Regions from separate parts of the Macaca mulatta genome. Here region 2 is linked to region 1. Evidence: chromatin contacts called from public Micro-C data. All regions are on one chromosome and are shown on one strand. The core of a region is the stretch at or near the end of the contact, and the rest is flanking DNA. Distances in the headings are between cores, read along the strand shown. Region 1 overlaps PELI1 (pellino E3 ubiquitin protein ligase 1). Region 2 has its middle 34 kb from the start of VPS54.

Region 1 (4,932 bases), core at 989-3,488:
CTCCTTGTTTTTAAGGAAAAATGGGGTGATTGGCCATGTGATATTTCATGTTATTTATCAGATAATGACTCACAGAGGATCTTGACAGAAAGAAAATGGAAAGTAACTTGAGGCTCTTTCTAAAAATCAGATCCAATCTGAGAAGGCAGTTATTGTTTGTAAAAGTCAGAATCACCCGTAGACCAAAAAGGAATTTTAATAATGTTGTGGACAATTGTAGCATCATTTAGAATAAGGGTATATAACTTCTGAGAATGACTAGTATGGAAGGCACCATACTCATTTGGATATTTAAGGTCTCACAAAATGCACACACACACACACACATATACACACATACAAGATCATATACCATTCTTAATACTAAGTATTCAAAACAGTCATTTCAGGTAAGTTTCATTTCTGCATTCAAGACTAAAGGGATGGTATTTAAAACGCAGTGAAACTGTTTAACTCTTGTCGCTATGGCATATACTTGGGAAACTAAAAGACTAACACATGTTAGTGTTAAGAGATGAATCTGGCTCTTAAGTCTTCTTATATTCATGCTTCATTTCTCAGATTAGTAGTTGTTTTGAAAACATTCTGATTTACCTTAAAGAACTGTTTTTAATCTTTATTAATAAAGGCATAGAAAAAATTGGATCTCATTTAAATGTTTAAATGCCCCCAAAAACCTCAATAAATATGGATTGTAAAAATCTACTCTCAGGACAATATACATGTAGGATTACTACTTTGAACAATTACCATACTAGTTCATTCTTTAGAGGTACAGTTTTTCCAACCTGAGAAACTAAACATTTCAGTGATTTTTACTCTCCTGATAATACTGAGTCAAGAAAGCCATTCTTTTTCTTGTTATTTATGTCCAGTGGTGGGGGAGCACAACGTTTTCATTTGTTTTGTTTTGTTTTGTTTTTGAGACAGAGTCTTGCTCTGTCACCAGGCTAGAGTGCAGTGGCGCAATCTCGGCTCACTGCAACCTCCACCTCCTGAGTTCAAGTGATTCCCCTGCCTCAGCCTCCCAAGTAGCTGGAATTATAGGCGCGTACCACTACGCCCAGCTAATTTTTTGTATTTTAGTAGAGACGGGGTTTCACCATGTTGGCCAGGTTGGGCTCGATCTCCTGACCTCGTGATCCACCGCCTCGGCCTCCCAGAGTGCTGGAATTACAGGCGTGAGCCACTGCGCCCAGCCTCATTTGTATTTTTAACCAATTATATTTAAAATTTAATGCCATGAAGTAGAATTTATGAACTTTTACCATGTAGTAAATTACATAGTGACCACTAAGAATATAAGTATATAACTGTGTAAGGAATACTTTAACAAAACTGCCTATTTTAAACATTTTTCAGTAAATTGTTAGGAATCTAGTTCTTTAATTCACTCAGAGTTTTTGTCCCTGTAGTGTATGTAGATGTATATATGCATGTGTATGTATAGATAGACAGCCAGACTCTCTTACTGTATACTGCACATACTATCAGGACTGAGCTGCTGGACTAGATTATTTAATGTATTTTAAACACTAGTCTGTTAACATGGAACAACTGAGCCCATATTTAATTCCTGGGCTTTCCATTAACTCTGAAAGTCCTTTAAAACCTTTGATTAATCTAAAAAAAAAAAAAACAAGTGGGAGTGGTTTTTCATAACAATCTTTGAAGTTCTGTGATGATGACCATACTGAAGTGTGACTTATTTTAGAAATAGCTTTCATTCAGGCTGTTGATTTACTGGTAGGATCATCAATCTGTTTTTCATTTCCATTTTTGTGGAATAAATGAGTAACTTATGATGGAAGAGAAAGAGAGGGAAGTCAGGAAGAGAAGGAAGGAAAGGAAAAAATTGGATCTCACAAAACAGTAAATATGACTATGGATAATTCTCTTAAGTTGGATGTGCTTAAGTGTCTGTGACCTAATGAGCTAAGGCTCAAATGTGTAAATTAAGTAGAGAATAGAAGTAATAATACAACTTTCATTTGAAGAGAAGTTGCTTTGCTAAAGGACATCTTACATTTCATGTTGACTTAAACCTTATGACCATGATAAAATCTATACTTAATTTTGGAAATAGTAATGAGTAATAATAATTGAGAAATTATTTGAAAATTCAGTCTATTATTTAAGCTTTGTAGATTTTTACAGCAACAGGTTCAAGGTTGTTATTCTCAGCTTGTGCATTGCAAGATACTTCTCATTTCCTGCCTGTCTCACTTTCATCTATTCATTACTCTGCCAATAGCTCTCTTTATCATCCTTTGCCAGCTTTAGTCATGCCTATTGCTCTTCAACAGCGTTTTCGATGTTTGTCTACCATTTTTATACTTACAAAGTAGACTTGGAATGAATTAGGGGTATAAAGTAGAAACCTGTGGATGGCAAGTACAATACTTTTCCTATTTGTGCCATATTTAATCTTTTTAAACTTTCCTTGTCTATTTCTGTTGTGTGCCGTTGTGAAGATCTCTCATCAGACACTAAGAGATAACTACGTGAACTGTAGGATGCAATACTTTTTAAACTCAGTAATGTAGGAAACAGTAGGAAACAGTGAGTTTAAACTCATACTCATTGAGTTAATCCTGCATCCATCCAGAACCTACATACCTAAATTAGCAAAGTTTGATAGTAATAGTGGAATTTCAAAAGCTATTTTCAGCTCTTGATGTTTGTTGTCTTTTCCAAAAATGTCAAACAATTGGGGACTTCATCATTACTGTAATAATAATCATATATGACCTTAGAGGGAGACTGTACTTCTGTTGAGCTTCTATTTGACAGTCAAGAGGAAAAGATAAAAAGATAAGTAATGTGGTAAAGAAGGTTATAACTTCTTCCTTCCACAAGAATGAAGTGACTGGCCCTGATATTTTTCTAGTAACTCATTGTAGTGTTCAACATATCATTTGGCTTAGTCTTTAGAAGGCACAGTTTAATTTTATTTTTTAACAATAAGTGAAAACAATTGAAAGTGCTTTGTTGATTCTTCAAAACCTTAATGTTGAATTTCTGGTTCTTGGCAGATACTATCCATAGTACTTCATGTTCCTCTGGGTTTATTTCAGATTTAATGAACTGCATGTACTGGAAGCACTAAAAGCTGATTGGCTTTAATTTTAGACTACAATTAACATGATGGATTTTTCTTTGAATTGTTTCTCACTGTCATTCTTTAAATTCACCATTAAAGGATCAAAACATCCAAATTACAAAACTAGTTAAGTTCATCATTCATGAGAAAATGTGTTAAATATGTATCTTTTGTAAAGTAGTGGCTGCTTCTAATTAGAAACTAGTCCTATAGACATACCTTATGTATCAAAAAGCTTTTTAAATATACTTACCGCTTTACTGTTATTTTCATTTAAAATAGGATGATTCAGTCTCTGAACTAGCCCTGTCTGTTCCTCAAAGGAACTAGGATGAATTTTGAGCAGGGGCTCTTAAACTGTCTAACATTGAGCAGATCTGTAACTTCATTGAGAGCAGACATTTTAAAAAATTCATCACTGACATTTATTCAACAAAAAGAAGATCAGATTTTGCTAAAGCGTTTTGGTTGTGTCTCTTTTAGAAATAACGTTATTTATTTGCATATAGTTCAGCTCTTAAGGACTAGTCTTTTAAGGCTTTAGCCAGAATTTGTCTCCTAAAGCTGACTTTAAAATGGCTTCCAAAAGGATTTGCTGAGTTTCAGAACTGAGTAGGCTGCTAATGATTCAGTAGGCCCCCTCATTTTCCTCCTACTCCTTAAATTGAAGGCTCCTTCGTACCATCTAGGTACCCTGAGTCATCATGGATAAACTCTAAAGAAGAATTGTCATATGGAAAAACTCTCCATGAAGGGAGAATGTCAGCAGTCTGAGTCAGAGATCATTCATTGATCACAATGATACAATCTATAGGTTGTGGGCTTCATTTTCAATCTTTTAATGTACTTCCATGTATGTCCTTATTATAGGATTGTAAATCCTATAATGCCTATAAAACCATCTGAGGTGTTTATTCCCTGTTCATTTCTAATTGGTTTGGTTTTTATTATCTATTACATGAAAAGGATTTTATATTCTTTATTGAATAAATAGGACAGGCAATATGATACAGGATAAAAACCGCTGTATCGGAAGTTAGGGGACCTGGAGTTCTGGTTCATCTTCTCAATATGTGACTTTATATATTTCATTTAACCTCTTTGAGCCTGAGTTTCCTTATCTTTACAAGGTCAGTAACTCCAGAACTCACACCCTCTTTGGAACCAACCCATGGCAGATACAGCTGCTAGCTGTATCTGTATCTGTATCCCAAACCAGCTTCAGATAACTTTTTGATACAGCACTGTCAGAAACTATATATATAATTGCCATTCTGATGAAATCTCTTTATCATCTCAGTTGTATCGGGTCTCTTCCAGCTCCAGGATTCCATGACTTTAAATAATTTGCCTATGGAAAGTCTCTGTCTTCTATACTCTCTTTTCACATTGAGTGTTCAGTGAAGTGAAACTTACTGTTTGAGCTTAAGAATTCTTTGTAGTCAGGGATAGCATGTTTATGTTTCATTTAGTGATGTTAAAAACAAATGATTGAAGAAAACTCATGAGGGTACTTAAAATTCCAAATGAAATGGTAACAAATAAAAATTTTTAGTGCTAATTTGATGGAAACTCATTTTAAGTTCTAAATGTTTGTGGCACAGACCTCAGGTTAGTGAAATTTGAAGTGATGTATTTGTCTGGAGGGCACATAATGAAGACATAGGAATCCTAGACTGAGAAATAAAGAGGCCTGAGTTCTAGCTTTGCAAACTGTTTTTTTAACCTGGTTAGTGTCTTCATCTATTGTAATGGTATCAGGCCAGTGTTTTTCATTAATATATTGTATAAATTACCTAAGGATCATATTATAATGCATATGCTAATTC
Region 2 (4,932 bases), core at 1,063-3,562, 94 kb after region 1:
TCTGATTTTTGAGATAATTCATGTAAACATCTGTGCAACTAGCAACTCAAGGACCATCCATCTAGCTGGTTCTTCCCGGTCTCTGGGGACACTTGAGCAAAGCACACATCCATGAGAAGCCAGAGGGTAGAAATAAAACAGAGTGAAGGATACCCTTGTAAACTCAATTCCATAAACCAAAGACTAAACACGGCCTTATTTATGAAACTAGAAGTGCAGTGTAAGACCAAGAATAAAGAGATTGCGGTGTCAGATCAGTGACCCTAGCGTGGTTATTTCCATCAAACGAAGCAGGGAGTTATCTAACAATGAAGCACAGAAAAGAGAAAACAAACAGGTAGCTCCGCGTCATCTGTAAAGACAATGTAGGTGGTAAAGGCAGATTATTTGGCATAATCAGGCAATATAAAATGTATATATGTGCATGTATATATACAATTTTTAAAGTGAGTTGATCTTAGGATTTTGTTCGCTTCACATTGGTTTCAGCCAAACAGGAAACACAAAAGAGCCTGGTTTGATTCCAGAACTCCTTTTTAAGGCTGCTAGGTCTGTCCTTTTGCAGGGAATGAGAGTGAACAAGGCTGAATATTTCTCTGTGTTTCTGAGAAGGGCTTGTCTGACCCAAGTCCTTGCAGCTGCATGCACCACCTGTGGCATGAGTCTGTTGCCCTTTTGCAGTTTGTTCTTTCTTGTCTCCAACTGTCTGCCTAGACAGATGACTGCCGGGAATTCACATGTTTTTCGTTCTCCTTAGCTTCAATATTATAGCCACCCCACTTAAATTACACTCCAAGATAAGCAGGAATTGGTTTTAAATGGAACCCTGAGAGATGGGGAAGTGAGGAAGGTGGGGGGTGACTTCTTGATTCCTTGGTGCTGTATTATCACTGATTCTTCCTCTGAGTTATCTTTTGTACTTAAAATTCCTTTATTTGGCCATTAAAGTAAATGAACCTATAAACTGTACTCTCTCTGGATACTTAGGTATTTGAAAATTATTTTGGCTACCATTTCATTTGGCTAGCATTTTATATGGGACTCACCTACAGCTTTAACTAAATGTCTAAGATACCCTTTAGCAGCACATCAGTTTAGGGAAAGCCAGCTTTAAAATGTATAGAAACTTAAGAGTACATAACTTTAAAAGTATATAAAGACATACTACTAAACTAAAACAATCACAAAATCTTAGAATTTTGTAGGAGAAAAGAACCTTAGCAAGCACTGACCAGTTCTCAGCCTCTTTTTTTTTTTCTCTGCCTCCATACTGTTTACATTTGCAAATTCTCAGTAACATGGCTTCTACTTAATGAGTCTCACCTGGGAAGAACAAACATGTACTGTAGCTTGGAAAGATCACCTCTCTCCCCATGCCAAGTTTATTAGTTTTCAGAGACCATTTGTTGCTAATTGATGATAAAAGTAATATTGTGATTCACAGACTTACCCTGTTTTTTATCTACCAGCCTGTGCCTCACTTTGAACTTTGTGACATAAGACAGGACCATGGCTGGGCACGGTGGCTCACGCCTATAATCCCAGCACTTCGGGAGGCCAAGGCAGGCAGATCACCTGAGGTAGGGAGTTCAAGACCAACCTGACCAACATGGAGAAACCCCATCTCTACTAAAAATACAAAATCAGCCAGGCGTGGTGGTGGGCACCTGTAATTCCATCTACTCAGGAGGCTGAGGCAGGAGAATCGCTTGAACCCAGGAAGCGGAGGTTGCAGTGAGCCGAGATTGAGCCATTGCACGCCAGCCTGGGCAACAGAGCGAGACTCCATCTCAAAAAAAAAAATAAAAATAAAAAAAAAATTAAAAGGGCCATGAACACAAAACAACTGTGTCCCCATCTGCAGAGAAGCACTGAGTACCTGGACATTGTTTAGTGTCCTTTTTAACCTTATAATTAAATTCCACAATCCCCCAGCTATTGTTTAAAGTATTTAGCACTCAACCAAATGTATTTTTATTGGCTACTAGTACTAAAGTAGTTACTATCTTATCAAAAGCCTATTAACAAAAGCCAAGGCACAATTTTTCCCATGCAGTCTCTGGCTTTGATTTTTTTTTTTTTTAATTTTTTAGATGTATTCGTGTAGAAAAGTTACAGAATACAGATGAACAGAAAAACAGTTTTTCTTAATCTCACCACCTAGAGAAAACAGCATCTCCCATGTACACTTCTAGTCTTCATTTTCATCTTAAACAAGAATATTTTACTTCAAAAATGTCACCCAAACACACTTGTGTCTACAAAGGTGAGCTTCTGAGAAACCAATTTCCCTTGTGCAGCAGCAGACTGCTCTAGGGGGGAAGGAAGTGGCTCACATCCTGACTAACAGGGGGTCATTGTTACTCTCTCAGAATTGGCATAATGCCTTCTTCTTCTTCAGCCAGAAAGACAATTATGTGACAGAAAATCTAAGAGGTGGGCCTGCCTTAGGGCAAAGTGGTTTAAAAGCAAATTTGACTCACATATAGAGAGTGCTAGGTATTTTCCTTGCTTGCCTTCTCTCTATTACAACCCAGAAAGACATGGGTTTGAGTCCCAGTTATTCCTTACAAGCCAGGTAACCTTAGATACATTACTAAACTCCCTCTCTGTTACAGTTTCCTCATTTGTTAAATAGGAACAATAAGAGTCCCGACCTGACTGAGTTCTTGAAAAGACAAGCAAGTTACGCAGGGGCCAAGGGAGAGCTTTCCCCATGGCCCTCAGAAGGTTTGCTGAAAAATCAACTCAAAAAAGGTGGATTAATTGGAGAAAAGATATTCAAATTTATTTAATGGGAATACACAGGAGCCTTCAGAATGAAGACCCAAACACACAGGGGAAATTGTCATGTTTATGCTTAGGTTCAACAAAGTATGGCCAGCTGTGTAGGAATATGACTGGACAAAAAGGGTAAGATCTAATGCTAATGGCCTGAGTGGGGAAACCCAGCAAGGCCTGTCTGTCTAGATTCTTCTTGGCTTCTCTAAGTGTGCATTCCTTCCTTCTGGGTGTGGGACAGGACCCTCTCTGGAACCAGGGCCTTATGTCCTGCAGTCAAATAAGGGAGGTCAGATCATTTCTTCATGGCCAGTTTTTAATACAGAAAGGTGGAGGGAAAGTTAGAGTAAAATTGTAGATTTTATGACTAGCTTTGTAGATTTTATGACTAGATTCTATGACCTACCTTGGGGAAGAGGGATTCTAATTTCTGCGGCTGGCCTCAGTGGAGAATGGATTGAAAGACAGGAAGGCAGGAGAAGGTCAAAGAAAAACTTCTGTTTCTGAGGTTGCTTTCTGAGGCCTTTGTTTTAGGGTATTGTTTTCTGAGCCCCAACGTTATTACAAAAGAGTTTTTAGTGCCTGGCCTGCAGTAGTAAAAAGGTTTCAACAAATGTCAGCAGCGTTATTGTGATTGTGGATTAGTATAAGGATTATATGAGATACTGTATTTGAAACTCCTGCTACACTTAGGAATTAGTATTTCGATAATTAGCATTACAGGGAGGGCTTGTTCTTAACTACTCACCTTTTCACTTGGCCATACTCCCTGTTTTTTTCTTCTAGTCCACTGCTATCTGGTAGAAGTTTCTGTGATAAAAATGGTCAATTATCTGTGCTGTTCACTATGGTAGCCACGAGTCACATGTAGCTATTGAGCTCTTGAAATGTGGCTAGCGCAACTTAGGAACTTAATTTTTAGTTTCAATTTTAATTAATTTCAATAGTCCACTTAGTTCCTTGATTTCTGTCTGCTCCTATCCTTGTCTAAACACCCCTATTTCCTCTTGGCATAAAGTAGATTCATCTATAGGGACTTTGGTCAGTCTCTACTCATTTACACTAAGTTTTTTTTTTTTTTTTACACTAAGTTTTGAATAATGTTTTCTACACAGCACTTTGTTGATAAATGATACATACAATCCTACCATTAAGAAATCCAAAACAGACCTGGTGCAGTGACTCATACCTGTAATCCCAGCACTTTGGGAGGCCGAGGCAGGTAGATCACTTGAGGTTAGGAGTTCAAGACCAGCCTGACCAACATGGTGAAACCCCATCTCTAATAAAAATACAAAAAACTCCCATGGATGTGGTGGTGAGCCCCTGTAGTACCAGTTACTTGGGAGGCTGAGGCATGAGAATTGCTTGAACCTGGGAGGTGGAGGTTTCAATGAACCGAGATCATGCCACTTCACTCCAGCCTGGGTGACAGAGTGAGATCTTGTCTCAAAAAATTTTTTTTAAAGTAAATAAAGACAAAAAAGAATTCAGAAACAAACGATATATTTCCAGCATCAAGCTTCTCTACCAAGTCTGCCTTTCCTTCTATTAAGCACTTTGCAAATTTGAATGCAAATAACTTAATAACCTTAAGAAAACCATTTGGCAGATTAGTTTAAAAGGCTGCTTTACACATCTGGAATGGAAAGGGGGTACTTCTGCTATCAAATGCCGTCCTTCACAAAATACAGCAGGGTAATTCTTGATCTGCTCCAACCCGTGTCTTCCTATGGGCCCTTGCTCAGAGGTGCCATGTGGTGTCTGAACTTGACCAGACGCCCTGAGGGCAGCCACCAGTTTCCTCAGAGAGAGCAGCTGTGGGATTGAGCCCCAGAAGTGAGTTTACACCCCCTTTTCCAGGGTTTAGGGTCTCTGCTTCTCTTCCCTCTGTGATAAAGCCAATTTCAACTTCGGGGTCAGATAATCATTTGAAACGTCTATCAAGGAAAAGCAATAAAACCCTAAACAATTTTGCATTAGATCAGACTAGCTCTGTCTTCTCTCCCAGGGAAAGGCTGCCACCTGCTGTAAAACATCAGCATTGGGCTTTTCCAAGGTCACTGAACAACCACTTCCTCCCATACAAAATTAACGAAAGCACAACCCCACTTGCATTCACCTCTGCGTATCAAGAGTGTAAAGAGGAGG

Evidence for each region. A called contact is a pair of places that touch in the nucleus more often than the background predicts.
Region 2: a contact with region 1 is called in a Micro-C map of CD4 T cells, with 7 times the contacts expected there. The contact joins two enhancer-like sites. A contact is called at or near these places in 4 of 14 Hi-C or Micro-C datasets (CD4 T cells, blood, fetal cortex germinal zone and 1 more).

What each region holds. Positions count from the first base shown.
Region 1 is chr13:60,589,908-60,594,839 of T2T-MMU8v2.0, forward strand. The region is part of intron 1 of PELI1 (pellino E3 ubiquitin protein ligase 1); the gene reads left to right. Among named protein-coding and RNA genes, the nearest start is that of PELI1, 9.0 kb to the left of the region's middle. Within about 2 kb of position 2,239, at least 6 of the 40 cell types and tissues checked have an H3K27ac peak or open chromatin away from gene starts, as enhancers often do. A contact at or near this core is called in CD4 T cells, where this site is marked.
Region 2 is chr13:60,683,904-60,688,835 of T2T-MMU8v2.0, forward strand. No RefSeq gene overlaps it. Among named protein-coding and RNA genes, the nearest start is that of VPS54, 34 kb to the right of the region's middle. Within about 2 kb of position 2,313, at least 5 of the 40 cell types and tissues checked have an H3K27ac peak or open chromatin away from gene starts, as enhancers often do. A contact at or near this core is called in CD4 T cells, where this site is marked.